4 separate regions of the Mus musculus genome follow, and all the other regions are linked to region 1. The links are chromatin contacts, called in public HiChIP or PLAC-seq and promoter capture Hi-C maps. All regions are on one chromosome and are shown on one strand. The core of a region is the stretch at or near the end of the contact, and the rest is flanking DNA. Distances in the headings are between cores, read along the strand shown. Region 1 has its middle 3.9 kb from the start of Gm24136. Region 2 holds the start of H4c14 (H4 clustered histone 14). Region 3 holds the start of Pex11b (peroxisomal biogenesis factor 11 beta). Region 4 holds the start of H3c15 (H3 clustered histone 15).

Region 1 (3,530 bases), core at 122-2,621:
CTGAGATGCCACCGATACCCAGAGAGAGGAGTGAGAAGCTCTTAGTACCCGAGTCTGAGATCTTCCATGGAATAAATAATTTTGTTAGCATTTGCCATTATTATTAATGTGGGTGAAAGGCCCACTCCTGTTATGACAGTTGGCATCAACTTTTCAAATAAATATATTTTACTTGGTAGTTTTCCAATCCACTGACATGAATTTGGTCCCTATATTTATTATCATCAATATTACTGTTGGAAACCAGACATGGTGGTACACATCGAATACCAAGCTGAAATCGAAGGATTTGAATTTGATTCCCAGCACCTACATGGTAGCTCACAACCATCTTTAACTCCAGAGGAACCTCTTCTGAACTCTGTGGGTACCAAGCACACACGTAGTGCACATACATACACAAAGGAAAACACTAAACAAGTCAATCTAAATAAAAAACCAAAAAACCAAAAACAAACAAACAAACCAAAGCTTGAGTTTATTTTTTGTTGTTGGAGATGTTTGACAGGTGGGTAAGAAGACATAAACGACAACCACAGTGGAAAGAAGTCAATCTATTTTCCTTTGCAGATTTCTCAGCCATTAAGAAAACCCAGTAAAAGTGAATTGGACATGTCAAGTTAACAGATGATCGCAGGATAGTTGCCAGGCCACAGATCAATAAACAAGATTCACCTGCTTCCAAGCGCAGAGCGAAGCCATTGCCTGGGTTTGGCCCTGGGCCTGAAATCACTTTTCTTAGCCCTACTTCATCTCTGTTGTTGGAAGCCCAGGCAGCTATGTGAGCTGTGGAACTAAACACACCACAGGTGAGAGGCTGATGGCTTCATCTTACCAACAAAATTAATTTAATTTCTCCATTCAAGATTTAAGTCCTGTCAACTAAAAATAATTTGAACTGATTTCCTATGAGAACTCCTTTTAATTAATTTATTTATTTGGAAGTCCTCTCACAATTTAGCCCTGGGTGGCCTAGAACTCATTATGTGGAGTAGGTTGTCCAGCCTCTGCTTCTTGGTAATGGGACTTCAGTTGTGCAAGAACCGATACAAAGAGAAGCAGTTTGGGGCACCTTTTTACGTAAACATGTCACATAGTATGTATCCAAAAGTAGCATACAGAAGTATATAATTTAAAATGCTATAATGTCGTGGTAAATCTCCAACCCCAATATGCCCATGCAAAACCACACAACTCGGGTATAATATTTACAAGCCGCACACCTAGCCTGGGCAGATTCACCACTGCTCTACTCTATTCCCAGCTACATGATCTCTGGCTACTTGCAGCTTCTCCAGACCACGTGGTTCTGCTCCACCTTCATTTCCTCTCCTCTCCCTCCATCTTCCTCTGCCTTCCCCCTCTTCCTCTCTTCCCTTTCTCTTTAAAACCTCCAGCCCCACCTTTCCCTTCCACTGCCCAACCACAGGCTCTAGCCTTTATTGGACCAGTTAGAATGGGGAGAAGGTTCCCATGAAATCACCTGAGTACCGGATACACTCCTAGAGCAGGCAGCCTTCTCTTGAAGGAAGCAGAATTAACATCAGAATACAAACAGCACCAGTGCAACCCCTTTAAGTTGAAATTGTGGGACCCCGAGCGTTTCTCCCTGGAAGGTAAAGCCCCTGGACGTTCCCCAAGCTTGTTTTCCCTGATCTTTAAAAATACAGCCAGAAAGAAGCTCTTTGTTCTCTATAGCCAGCAAAAAGCCTTTTTGTTTCTATACTTTACAACCAGAGATGCCTGCCTTCGTGTGCCGAGGACACGGAGATAAAAATTCAGAAAGAACTCACTCCCCACTCCTGCCTTGTAAATTTCACCAAGGACACCCAGAAAAGAAGAACTCTCCTTCCAACTCCTCCCAACTCTTCCCAACTCCTCCCAATTCCTCAGCTAGCTGTTAAAAGCCCCCTAGGGGTCAAACTCCCCTGCCCTGCATGGTGGAGGAACTTCGTCCTCAGTAAGCTGATTATAAAAGCTCTTGCAGTTTGCATCAGGTGTGGTTTTCTTTTGGGACACTGGGGTGCTGGCCAGCTCATCCTGGGACTTGAGCGGAGGCCCAGCTTTAGGGGTCTTACAAAATCACAATCATGAAACAAAGTAATACAGCAAGACAAATTTACCAAAAATTTAAAAACATTTGAGTTTAAATATGTGATGGAATTGAGGGACTCTAAAGGCTTTTCCAGTCCCACACCCTCCTTACAGCTTCCCCCTCCTGCCTGGGGTCAAGGCTAGGCCGAGTTCCATTCTCCACCCACAGGAACATTCTTGAGTAAAAAATTCTCAGAATGTACTGACTGATAATTACCTGACCCTCTGGAAAGTACCAGGTAGAGTTCAAATAGAGCCAACAGATTTAAAGGTCAGTATGCTTAGCCAGTAAGTTTGGACTGTAACCTTGCTGATGTAACCTGTCCCTGAAAATATAAAAACTGCTTGTAATAGCCATTCAAGGTCACCTTCTAGTCATTCCTCTTGAGAGATTAATTGAAGGTTGACCCTGACAGGCCGGAAAATAACCCTCTTGCTTTTCCATTGATCCGCATCTCAGTTTCTCACTAGGGGGTGTCTCAAAGTAAGTACCACTGGCCAAGGGTCTAATACAGATCCAAGCTTAAGGAAGACACTGGGAGGTTTGGCTTTGGGGCTAGGCTTAAAGATGGTTAGAATTTAGATTTATTAGAAGCTGGGTGAGGTGGCTTACCTACCCAGCTTCTTGCAATCTCAAGGGAAGCCAAGGCAGGAGGGTTGAAGCAAATTCAAGGTCAAATTGGTCTACTTATTGTGTTCTAAACCAGCCAAGGCTCCATAGACTGTTTGCATGGCTTTCCAATGAATTCAGGTGCCGTAGCAAGCACAGCCACCGGTGTCTCGGGGATCTGGATAGGAGGAGGATGTAGACAGAGACACAAGACACCTAGTCCACTTCAAGAATGAACAATTTTTATTTTTCTCCCGATGCCCTCTATTGTTTTTAGCTGATAGTGCTAACACTGCAGGCAGAACTTGAGCAGTCAGTGACAAAGCCTTGGTAAAATATTAAGGCCTAGATGGAATGTGAAAGCCTAGGTATGGCTTTAACCCCAGCACTTGGGAGGCAGAGGCAGGCAGATTTCTGTGTTCGAGGCCAGCCTGGAGCCTGGTCTAGAGTGAGTTCCAGGACAGCCAGGGCTACACAGAGAAACCCTGCCTGGGGGGGGGGGGGGAATCCTAGGCTAACATTGCTTGGTTAGCCTGCCATTTTAAGGAAACTTTTTCATGTTTTTGCTGTTACTAGAAAAGTTTCTAATGCCAAGATTGATTGCATGTTCTCTTATGTTCTGTGCCCTTGGAAACCAATATAATTGTTTTGTATAGTTACCCACAATAAGCTCGGACCCAAACCAACCACTCAACAGCACTTCCTGTACCTGTGTATTAGTTGTTATGGTACAAGCTGCCCCTGGGTTAGAACCTGACATAGATTTTTTTTTTTTTCCGAGACAAGGTTTCCTCTGTGTAGCTCTGGCTGTCCTGGAACTCACTCT
Region 2 (3,586 bases), core at 688-3,187, 160 kb after region 1:
TGGGAATTCTCAAAAACTGAGTAATTCAAAGAGGGTGGTTAGAATTTGGGGTCCACATACCTAAAGTAGGGGAAAGATGACGGAAGAAGGGACACTTATGGCAAAGTCAAATGACTTTGGGAAATAAATCACCCTTAGGAGAATAGACAGGGACAGGTTAGTCCTGAGACAGCGTCTGTCAGGAGTGGGCTCAGGTCTCACCCCTGAAAAGAGAACAACGTTATTGTTGCCCACCCCTGTCCACACCCCCTTCCCTACTCCCTTCCCACCCCCTTTCCCACTCAGGATTTTCTGCAAACAGGATAAAATATTGATATCTTTTGCAGGTTCCACTCTTAAACAAATCTCAACCCTTCTGCTCAAAATGATTCTCATGTCCGAAGTAGGAGAATATTCTTGATTCCCTTCACCTGAAAAGATGGTAGACTCTGAGTCTGCCTCAGGCCCTGGTACCAAAGCCCTGTCAGCCTGGCACGTGGTTGTTTTATTTTACAAGGAAAGAGGCAAAGGCAGGAGCTGTCCACCCATAAACAACTATTGAGCCTCTACTGCACTTCACCTTAAAAAGAAAGAAGACACAGAAATCACATCCCATTAGGGACATAGTCAAGGATGTGGAGAAGTCCGCACAATACAGAGATATGAAGCAACACAGCTTCCAGGGGTCGCCATGGGAATGAGAAAACAGCGGCTGCGGGATGGAGAGGCTCTGAATTCTAGGGTGCTAGTTTGGGCATGGAGGCATGTCTACAAACAGGATCTATCCATCAAGAGACGTGTATGACTGCCCAGGGTTACTGGGGTAGGAGGGAGCTCTCTTCCCTCTAAGATCTACAATTCACAGGTCTTAGGTTTAAAACATTTGAGTTGAGAGGGGAGTCTGAGCCCCCAGCCTAAGGTGACTCAAAACCTACATCTATCTACATGTCTGGAGCCAGAAAATCTGGATAGAAAAAAGGTGGTGGTGGTGGTGGTGGGGATTCATGAGCACATATAGATGTTAGAATAAAGGAACAGTCAGAACAAGGCCTATCAGATCACTTTAAAAACAAGTCCCAACCAACCCACTACCGTTCTTTCTGATGCAGAATGCTTTCTCAAGATTCTTCTATGGGTGGCCCTGGGAACGACGGACATACTAGAAGTACAGACTCCAGTTCATTTCCCAGGGCGTCACTGTATAAAGCAGACACACACTTGAAAAAGTGAATTTTAGTCTACTGCATAGTAGAGACAGTTTGGAATAACTGAAAACAAAGGGCGGGCCTCAAAGGACTTGTGGAAACGAGCGTAGCAGCATTCCCGGGCTGCTCGGCTAGTCAGCGGGCCTTTGGGTAGAAGAGCGTGGAAACCCACTGACCTCGGTGAAAAGGATCGGCGGCATCCTCAGTTTTCCTATGATCTAGTTTCTGCTTGATCTGAATAATGTGTCTCTATCAACGAAACAGGCGACTGTACGCAGAAACGCCCGCGACCTTTCCCTTCCACACACATTCCTGGGTCCTCTGCTTTCGATTGTCACGCTGGTTACTGGAACTTTTGCTGCGGTTTTTACCTAACAGGAGCTCCGGGCCCTTCAGTGCAGCGCACTCCCCCCTCATCTCTAACTTTCTCTTTCTCCGGTCTTTTGTCTTTTTAGCGTCAGTGCTTTCTAAAGTCTGTGTTATCTCTAAGTTTTATTTGGAGGAATCTGAATTCTCCGAGGGACTTCGGCACCATAATTAAGAAAATCGAAAATAAAAAAATAAAGGCTTGAGACTGTAAGGAACCGGTAGAGGGCAGAGAAGAGAAAAGAAAAACAGGAAGATGATGCAACATCCAGAGCCCGGATAATTTAGAAAGGTTCCCGCCCGCGCGCTTTCAGTTTTCAATCTGGTCCGATCCTCTCATATATTAGTGGCACTCCACCTCCAATGCCTCACCAGCTGGTGTTTCAGATTACATTAGCCATGTCTGGCAGAGGAAAGGGTGGAAAGGGTCTAGGCAAGGGTGGCGCCAAGCGCCATCGCAAAGTCTTGCGTGACAACATCCAGGGTATCACCAAGCCCGCCATCCGCCGCCTGGCTCGGCGCGGTGGGGTCAAGCGCATCTCCGGCCTCATCTACGAGGAGACCCGTGGTGTGCTGAAGGTGTTCCTGGAGAACGTCATCCGCGACGCAGTCACCTACACCGAGCACGCCAAGCGCAAGACCGTCACCGCTATGGATGTGGTGTACGCTCTCAAGCGCCAGGGCCGCACCCTCTACGGCTTCGGAGGCTAGACGCCGCCGCTTCAATTCCCCCCCCCCCCATCCCTAACGGCCCTTTTTAGGGCCAACCACAGTCTCTTCAGGAGAGCTGACACTGACTTGGGTTGTACAGGTAATAACCGTGGGTTTAGACTCGGTAAGGTAAAGACGCTAGTTTTCCTTGTGACTCAACGCTACTAGGTGTTCCGCTTTTAGAGCCATCCACTTAAGTTTCTATACCACGGCGGATAGATAGCATCCAGCAGGATAGCTCACACTGGGAATTTTAATTCCTACTTAGTGTGTGAGCTGGTTGTCAGGTCAAGAGACTGGCTAAGATTTTCTTTAGCTGTTTGGAGCAGAATTGCAATAAGGAGACCCTTTGGATGGGATGACCTATGTCCACACATCAAATGGCTATGTGGCTGTGTCCCTGTGTTTCCAATGAGTGGCTGTGCTTGACCGGATATTTGGTATTGTTTCTATGGCCCCACAACCCACCTTTTATCCTTCCTCATCTTCCCAAAAGATTTTCTTCAGGCCATGTTAGAAAGCTAGCTGCCTAGATGGAGGTCACGTAACCCTCTGCGCCAAAAGGCTACGTAAGAGAGACCGGGCGTTGTCCTGCTGCTGATTGGCTCAGTGGAAGAGTTAGGCGTATGGCCTCCTGCAGAATAAAGAGCTGGCAGCAGAAGCTTGGGCCGGACAGGCGGGAGACAAGCAGGGACAAGAACGGAACAGGGATTTAAAGAGACACGTGGTGGGACACAGTGGCAAGAAGTCGGTCGGGTTAGGTAGATGGGTTAGCTGAGGGACTGTCTCAGCAAACAGGCCAACAGCTTTATTGTATCCAGATGTCTCCGGTGTCTTTACAATTAAACACCAAGCAGGACCCCCAAAAGTCCTCGCAAAACTCCTCAGTTTAGGCATGGATCTAGGAAATAGTGGACTGGGATCGAAGCTCTGCTGGGATACAATTGCAACGACATTTTAATGTCCCATAACATAAGCAAGCCAGGTGGTGACAGCTATAATCCCAGCAAGTCAGGGAGGAAACAAGGGTTAGGGGTTCAAGGACCACTTCTGCATGGTTTGGGGGAAAGCCTGAACCACAAGACCCTGTCACAAACAAAACAACAAAACAAAGCAAGCAAGCAAACAAACAAAAAACCCCTTGAGGGTTGGAGAGGGGACTGAGAGGTCCTGAGCTCAAATCTCAGCAACCACATGGTGGCTCACCATCTCTAATAGGATCCGATGCCCTCTTCTGGTGTGACTGAAGAGAGAGGACCAGTGTATTCGTATACATAAAATAAAATCTTAAAAACAACAAAAAGAAAAGAATGTATAGTCAAACA
Region 3 (3,859 bases), core at 417-2,916, 220 kb before region 1:
AGTCCAGAGGCAGGGGTGGGGGTGGGGAAGAGAAAAATAAAAGTTGAGCAAGCAATAATAACATACAGGAAGAAAGAGTAAAAATAATTTGTTCTTTTTCTTAACTTCCAATCGTAATTCATTTTTGTGCCAGTTTAGTGTTCTCGTGCCGTGTTTTTCCAATCAGTGCTAACTTCCTTATACCTGTTCTCTGACCTCAACTGGAGGCATGCAGGAGAGTGGCAAATGATGGCGAACTGGCAGAACGGGAGGAGAGGCCATGGGCTACCAGCTGAGGATGATAAGAGGAAGGTCTGCTTTACTTACACTTTCGTCCGAGGCTCAGATGACCCTCCAGTTGTCGAATCTGTTTCTGTAACTCGGGACTAGCCCCATGTCTCTGCAAAGCATGGCCGAGAAGGGAACAGGCATACTGGGCGGCCCTGGAGGGGAGGACACGTAGAGTAAGGGACAGGCCTCCCTAACCCCTCTGCCAACCATATCCTCCGTGGGCTGGTGAGGCGGTTAAGAGCACTTGCTCTTGCAGGGGACCCGGGTTCCACTCCCAGCACCCACACGGTGGCTCATAACTGTCTGTAACTCTAGTTCCAGGGATCCACCACTCTCTTCTGTCCTTTGCAGGCACTAGACACACATGTGGTACACATACATTCTTGCAGACCAAACACTCAGACAAATAATAATTGGTAAACAAAAACCCCACCAGGGACACTTCCTCGGTTTCACACCAATATCTTTCCATTTTTTTCCTCAAAGCCAGGGGAAGGGAAAGACATGCGAGGAAAATAAAGCCTAGAAGATGGTGGAGAGCACTCTTTGGAGTTAAGAGACTAAGAGTTTTGAAAATGATGAGGCCTAAAGTTTAGGGCCAGTAAGCAGCCCGGGGTTCATCGCAGACGTCCACACTGCGATTTTATACATGAAACACGACAGAGGAAGATCTAGTTGAAGGGCAGATTAGTTCTCCGGGTAGGTAAACTAAGAGATAGATTAAGGTTCTTGGACTGATGGAAACCGAAGAAGAGCCGAGATAGCGAGGCTCCTAGGTCACAACTGGTGAGAGGACGCAGAACCGAGAGGATCGCCCCTCGTGCCACCACAGCAGCGAGGAAACTGTTGCTCTCTGTGGACACAGTAAACCTAGGTGGCCTCCCCGCTGGCCCACTCATGCCTCAGTTTCCCCATCTTTCCCTTGAGCAGGGAAGAATCATCTCACAACCGGCTGCGGAGTACGCCTCCGGGGCCGCGCGGGCCCCCGTAGCCACAGCTGACCCTTAGGGACCCCGTAGCGCGCCCGTCGCCTCGCGGGACCCTGCTCTGCCCTCCCGCCCGCGCTCCTCCGTCGGCCGCACCTACACAGCCGCTCCCGGGCTTGGCTCTGAGCACTGAAGCGGACCCAGGCGTCCATGACAGCGGCAGCCCGGGCCCACGGCGCAGCGGCCCGCCTGCTTCCAGCCCCAAGTCACGCCTCCTGGGCGAGCAACGGGGCTTCGCGAGGGACAAACGGCGGCAGGAAAGCCAAGCAGCCGGAGCCGGCCTTGAAGTGGAATTTCAGGACGCGAAGCGAGATCGTGGGTGCATTTCCGGCAGCTCACCCTTCTCTGGGATGGTCTCCGGCTTTTAAGCACGCCCCTAGGAGCACATTCTGCTTTAAATTCTCAGCAGCAAGGGGTGGGGCCTGCGGGAGCCAGGAGGCGCTGTAGGTTGCCGCCAAGGCGCACACGCCACCCGCCCCAAACGCCCAGAACAGCAGAAGCCTGTCCTAGACTATTTGTCCTAGGGAAAGCGGATGTAATGAGATGCCGCTTGACAACGATGGTCTGCTATACTCAAAGATTGGTGCCTAGCCCAATTGTCATCAGAGAGGCTTCACACAGCAACTGGTAGAAACAAAGGCACAGACCCACAGCCAAAAGTTAGGCAGACCTTGGAGAATTTTGCATAAGACAAGGGGAAGGACTGTACAAGAAAATGCACAGAGTCAAGTAAACTGGGCCCATAGGGGCTCAGACTGAACTGCTACAGGGAGCCTGCATGAGACTGCTTCGCACATGCTATAGTTGTGTAGTTTGGTCTTCTTGTGGGACTTCTAACAGCGGGAACAGGGGCTGTCTCTGATTCTGCGGGACCCTTTCCTCCTGCTGTGTTGCCTCATGAAAGACTTAATCAAAGAAGGTGCCTAGTCTTACTGCAACTTAATATACCATGCTGTTGATACCTAACGGAGACCTGCCTTCTTCTGAAGAGAAATGAAGTGGATGGGGAGAGGCAGTAGGGGGGTAAACTCCAGGGGATCCAACACCCTTCTCAAACCTCAGCAGGTACCAGGCATGAACATGGTACACAAGGAAAACACTTTTACACCTTTACACATTATTTAAAAAAAAAAAAAAAAAAAAAAGCGAAGCCGGGCATGGTGGCACCCGCCTTTAATCCCAACACTTGGGAGGCAGAGGCAGGCAAATTTCTGAATTTGAGACCAGCCTGGTCTACAGAGTGAGTTCCAGGACAGCCAGAACTGCACAGAGAAACCCTGTCTTGAAAAACAAAACAAAAACAAACAAACAAAAAAAACTTGCCTGTAGCAGCAATAGCCTGACTATAGTTGTGAGGAGGAAAAAAACCAAAACAACAAAAAACCTACAATATCACAAACAAGATCTCTACAACCACTATAAAAAGAAATCTAGGGCTGGAGTTGGCTCTGCTGCTTTTCTACTGGCTGCTTTTCCAGAAGACAGATTGAATCCCCCATCCACATAGCAGCTCACAGCATCTGTAACTTCTGTTCCAGACGCTCTGGAGCCCTGTTCTAATCTTCTCAGGCACCAGGAACACAGATAGTATATAAACATACATGCAGGCAAAAACCTCATTAGATATTTAAACCAAAACCACTGTGTAGTGGTGGTGCATGCCTTTGATACCAGCCTTGGGAGGAAGAGGCAGGTAGATCTTTCTTTGTGAGTTCCAGACCAGCCTGGAGAAAGAAAGTGGGGTGGGGGTGAGGGAGGAGTCTGGAGAGATGGCTCAGTGGTTAAGGGTACAGTCTGCTCTTCCAGCTCACAACTGTTTCTAACTCCAATATATCTGACATCCTCACTTTACTTTTTTTGTTTTTTTTCGAGACAGGGTTTCTCTGTATAGCCCCGGCTGTCCTGGAACTCACTTTGTAGACCAAGCTGGCCTTGAACTCAGAAATCTGCCTGCCTCTGCCTCCTCTGAGTGCTGGGATTAAAGGCGTGTACCAGCCAAAATTTGAAAATTTTATGGTATAAAGAATGACATTAGGAATAGTAAGAAATTGCCTTTTTTTAAAGATTTATTTATTATTATATGTAAGTACACTGTAGCAGACGTTAGACACACCAGAAGAGGGCATCAGATCTCATTCCAGGTGGTTGTGAGCTACCATGTAGTTGCTGGATTTGGACTTAGGACCTCTGGAAGAGGTGGTTCTTACCCACCCGCTAAGCCATCTCACCAGCCCCAAGAAATTGCTTACTTCTTTAAGCTCAAGTTTTAAAGTCATAGTATGTTAAAGAGGGTTTCTACTGTACATGGTTAAGTTCTGTATAAAGAAGGGGAGTTAGAAGGTCACACAGTAAATTGATGAGGTTTCCCCCCTTTCCATCCCCTTTCACCCAGGACAAGATCTCATAGGCTAATCCTCCACCTGGCTATGCAGCTGGGGATGACTTCAACTTATGATTCTTTAGCCTTCACCTCCCCAGTAAGTGCCAGGATCAAAGGCAGGAGTGTCGTACCCATTTGGTCCTGTTATAAAGCCTGGGGCTGTGCATACTAGGCAGTCATTCTACCAACTGAGCCACATCTCTAATCCCTATGAGCTATTCTT
Region 4 (3,707 bases), core at 493-2,992, 180 kb after region 1:
ATTTTAGTAAACCCCAGGCGAACTGTACTTGGTCTTTTCAAGCACTCTCAGATGTGTATGGATTAAGAAAATAACCTTTAAATTTAACGATTTTAAAGTAAGGCTCCCAGCGATAAACGCTTAAAATGAAACAAGTAGGTTTTACACTGTTTCAAGTAGAAAAATAAAGAGGCTATGAGAATTATCCGCTACTCCTTAGGTATAAAAAACTAAATTTCCAGTATTCCTCGAAGGAAAACCTACACTTAAGTAAGTGATTAACTCAGGCCCTCTTGGATGCAGGGCACACTTTGCCAGCTTCCAGAGCAGGAGAAACAGCGAGCAAGCCCAGCCGCCCGGCGACCCGCGGAGTGTCGCAACGACGGCCGCACGCAAATGAAGCCACCGAGCACGCGCGTCGTGATTCGCGCGTTCCAGGGCGGCGCCGGGGCGAGGGAGCCGGTCTTATGTAAATGAGAGGCTTCTGTCCGCGCGCTCCTATTGGCCACGGCGTCAGGACGCGTGTGAGCCAATGAGAGCGTCGGGCGGACAATCGGGTCTGCGTCTATAAAAGGGTGAGGCGTCGGCGCCGGAGTACCGTTTCCTGGTTGTGGCCGTTCGTCTGTTTGCGCTTTCGTGATGTCCGGTCGTGGCAAGCAAGGAGGCAAGGCCCGCGCCAAGGCCAAGTCGCGGTCTTCCCGGGCCGGGCTACAGTTCCCGGTGGGGCGTGTGCACCGGCTGCTGCGCAAGGGCAACTACGCGGAGCGTGTGGGTGCCGGCGCGCCGGTATACATGGCGGCGGTGCTGGAGTACCTAACGGCCGAGATCCTGGAGCTGGCGGGCAACGCGGCCCGCGACAACAAGAAGACGCGCATCATCCCGCGCCACCTGCAGCTGGCCATCCGCAACGACGAGGAGCTCAACAAGCTGCTGGGCAAAGTGACGATCGCGCAGGGCGGCGTCCTGCCCAACATCCAGGCCGTGCTGCTGCCCAAGAAGACGGAGAGCCACCATAAGGCGAAGGGCAAGTGAGGCCACTGCTCGCGTCGGCCCGCGTCTCTGTGATATAACCCCCGCGAGCTCCTAAAAAGGCTCTTTTCAGAGCCACCCACTGAATCAGATAAAGAGTTGTGTCACGGTAGCCGGTCTTGGTGGCCTTTCCTGGCCCTGCCCCAAAAGTAAGAGTGTCGTGTCCTCTGCTTCCTTGCCCATCCTGCCCGTGGTTCCCCCTGGTAGTTAGTCTGTTGTCGCTCTTTGGTTCATGCCCTGCCTCGGCGGAGCGGATACGCGGTTCTCGCTGACCGTCCCAAGCATTTAGCCCCTATCTGCCCACACCCTTGTCCTACACAACACTGTCCCTCACTCAGCGTCCACCCGCCTGACCCTTCCCAGGACTAAGACTCAACTAGGACGTCTAGGCCAATCTAGACATAAGTCGCAGTCAGCCGCGCTCTCGTCCGGTCCTTGGGGAATGTCTAGGAGGAGGAGGTGTCCCGCGAGGACTGGACGCGGCCGGCTCTAGGGATCATGGGGGACTGGGGCTGGGACTGTGGCTGTGGCTGGGCGGTGCTGCACAAACACTAGATTAGTTCTGCCCTGGGACTTTGGGCGGCGGGCGGGGGCGCGCGAGCTCCTCTTGGGCAGAGCCGGGACCCGCCCTCTACGGGCAGCTGCCAGACGTGGCTCCACCCTCGCAGAACGTTGGCAAGTGGACCGGGCGCGGGGCTGGACGTGGGGGGCGGGTGGGGGCGGGTCAGGTGGCGTGGCGGGCCCGAGCCAATGGGCGAGGTCGGGGCCGGTGACGCCACGGCCAATGGCGCGGCAGCGCGGGAGTTTCAAGTCGCTGTCTCCGCCCCGCCGCGGGGAAGACTGCGCCTATAAAGGCGGCCGGCTCGGGCCGGTATCAGGTCCCCGAGTGCTCCTCGTTTGGGTGTCTTCCGTCTTCGCCATGGCCCGTACGAAGCAGACTGCCCGCAAGTCCACCGGCGGCAAGGCCCCGCGCAAGCAGCTGGCCACCAAGGCCGCCCGCAAGAGCGCCCCGGCCACGGGCGGCGTGAAGAAGCCGCACCGCTACCGGCCCGGCACCGTGGCGCTGCGGGAGATCCGGCGCTACCAGAAGTCGACCGAGCTGCTGATCCGCAAGCTGCCGTTCCAGCGCCTGGTGCGCGAGATCGCGCAGGACTTCAAGACGGACCTGCGCTTCCAGAGCTCGGCCGTCATGGCGCTGCAGGAGGCGAGCGAGGCCTACCTGGTGGGGCTGTTCGAGGACACCAACCTGTGCGCCATCCACGCCAAACGCGTCACCATCATGCCCAAGGACATCCAGTTGGCCCGCCGCATCCGTGGGGAGCGCGCTTAAGCGCCCTGTCTCCCATCCATTCCCCACAAAGGCTCTTTTCAGAGCCACCACAGCTTCCCGGAAAGAGCTGTTTACTTCGCTTAGAGCTTTGTCCGCACATTATCCCGCTCCATAGCTCTAGGTTGGTATCTGACTTATACCTGTTATGTCTACATAATGGTTGCTTTCAAGGAAGGTTTGAATGCCCTTAGTGTAAGTTGTTTAACGTTAATTGCGGTCTTATTCAGACTCCTAGCTTGTTAACCCGAAGTAGGTTCACCACCTCAGTCTAAGGGGAGGGGATAATCTTACGGAGGGTTGGGGCTTGGTGGATACTATGTAATGTTCCTACCCAGCTGGAGCAGAGAAGGCTTTGTAAGTAGCTGAAGGCTGAGATCTAGCTTACAGCTCATAATTACATCACCAGACTTCTGGACGACTGAAGATTATTGTTGCTCATTTAATGCAATGTCTGAGGCTTACGGGGCTCAACGTCGGTGGTAAGTGGACTATGAGTAATATCCAGTGATAAAGCTTTGTTCTCTAACACTTGATTAGAAGACCTGCTAGCTACTTGGGATTCAGCATTTATTGCTATGATATGGTTCAATGGCAATTGGGTAGTTTTTCCTCTTACTCCTATTAATTTACTTCAAAATGACAACTCCATTCCCCCCTTCCCACTTTGGCAGGCACCTTTCTGGACCGAAATACACTGGATATCAAAGGGGAATCCCTTTACAATTCCTTAGCGTGAGGACAGTCTTTGCAGGGGTGGGTGTCGGACCTGAGACTCAAGAGCACAGTAAATACCTTATGGAGATCACTGTCATGGACCTTCCTTTCGGTTTCTGCCGGAAACTTCCAGAGAGCAAACTAGCAATAGTTAAAGCTGTGTGGAGACAGCCCATTTGTCCCCAGCATCTTACTGAGCTTTGCCTCAAAGGTTGGGCCCAAAAGTTCTTAGAACTAAGTGATTTTGGTCCATCAAAGCTCTTAGTGGCTAAGCAGACCCCCTCAGCATGCAAATTTACTCCATGAGTTGAAACTAAGGCAGATTTAAAAGCAAGATATCAACCAATTTAAATACAAGAGCTCTGGATGCTGACAGGCTGTGTATGTCATGGTATGTAAGGCAGTCAGGGATCCCTAGCGTAGGAAGGAGAGCTATGGCCTCCCTTTGCTGTTCTCACTTTTAAGGTCGCCTTATTCTCTCTTAGGACTTGTGAGTACTCATTGGCCAAACTCAAAGACTCAAAGGACATGGGAGAGAATGGGAAAAGGAAAAGGAGGGGGCAGTTTATACTAGGCAGGGCAGGACCTGGCTGATATTAGACAGAGGAAGTCTTCTAGGTTAATCTCTGATTTCCTATCACAGGTAAGCCTTTGA

Evidence for each region. Promoter capture Hi-C pulls out the DNA fragments that hold promoters and counts their contacts. HiChIP or PLAC-seq counts read pairs in DNA pulled down with a chosen protein or histone mark.
Region 2: a contact with region 1 is called in an H3K27ac HiChIP or PLAC-seq map of embryonic stem cells, with 13 read pairs. The contact joins the promoter of H4c14 here to the enhancer-like site in region 1. A contact is called at or near these places in 12 of 39 promoter capture datasets (the C10 cell line, the HPC-7 cell line, cranial neural crest and 8 more), 4 of 15 datasets of contacts at CTCF or cohesin (CD8 T cells, the NIH/3T3 cell line, embryonic stem cells and 1 more), 21 of 484 Hi-C or Micro-C datasets (the C10 cell line, CD4 T cells, CD8 T cells and 14 more), 47 of 115 datasets of contacts at active chromatin or transcription factors (the 230-238 cell line, CD8 T cells, the NIH/3T3 cell line and 29 more) and 4 of 9 other capture datasets (adipose tissue, liver, macrophages and 1 more).
Region 3: a promoter capture Hi-C map of embryonic stem cells shows a contact between it and region 1. The contact joins the promoter of Pex11b here to the enhancer-like site in region 1. A contact is called at or near these places in 6 of 39 promoter capture datasets (the C10 cell line, the HPC-7 cell line, embryonic stem cells and 3 more), 2 of 115 datasets of contacts at active chromatin or transcription factors (the 230-238 cell line and embryonic stem cells) and 3 of 9 other capture datasets (adipose tissue, liver and pancreatic islet).
Region 4: a contact with region 1 is called in a promoter capture Hi-C map of embryonic stem cells. The contact joins the promoter of H3c15 here to the enhancer-like site in region 1. A contact is called at or near these places in 9 of 39 promoter capture datasets (the HPC-7 cell line, cranial neural crest, embryonic stem cells and 6 more), 4 of 115 datasets of contacts at active chromatin or transcription factors (bone marrow-derived macrophages, effector CD8 T cells, microglia and 1 more) and 1 of 9 other capture datasets (liver).

What each region holds. Positions count from the first base shown.
Region 1 is chr3:96,417,037-96,420,566 of GRCm38.p6, reverse strand. No RefSeq gene overlaps it. Among named protein-coding and RNA genes, the nearest start is that of Gm24136, 3.9 kb to the left of the region's middle. Within about 2 kb of position 1,371, at least 18 of the 459 cell types and tissues checked have an H3K27ac peak or open chromatin away from gene starts, as enhancers often do. A contact at or near this core is called in embryonic stem cells and trophoblast stem cells, where this site is marked.
Region 2 is chr3:96,261,668-96,265,253 of GRCm38.p6, reverse strand. It overlaps H4c14 (H4 clustered histone 14), which reads left to right and starts at 1,937. Exons shown (of 1, transcript NM_033596.3): 1 at 1,937-2,320. The coding sequence starts at 1,950. The coding sequence ends at 2,261.
Region 3 is chr3:96,633,237-96,637,095 of GRCm38.p6, reverse strand. It overlaps Pex11b (peroxisomal biogenesis factor 11 beta), which reads right to left and starts at 1,666. Exons shown (of 4, transcript NM_011069.3): 1 at 1,353-1,666; 2 at 307-422. The coding sequence starts at 1,408. It overlaps Rbm8a (RNA binding motif protein 8a), which reads right to left. Exons shown (of 6, transcript NM_001102407.1): 6 at 3,305-3,859.
Region 4 is chr3:96,237,162-96,240,868 of GRCm38.p6, reverse strand. H3c15 (H3 clustered histone 15) reads left to right here and starts at 1,742. Exons shown (of 1, transcript NM_054045.4): 1 at 1,742-2,390. The coding sequence starts at 1,928. The coding sequence ends at 2,338. H2ac19 (H2A clustered histone 19) reads left to right here and starts at 495. Exons shown (of 1, transcript NM_178212.3): 1 at 495-1,090. The coding sequence starts at 619. The coding sequence ends at 1,011.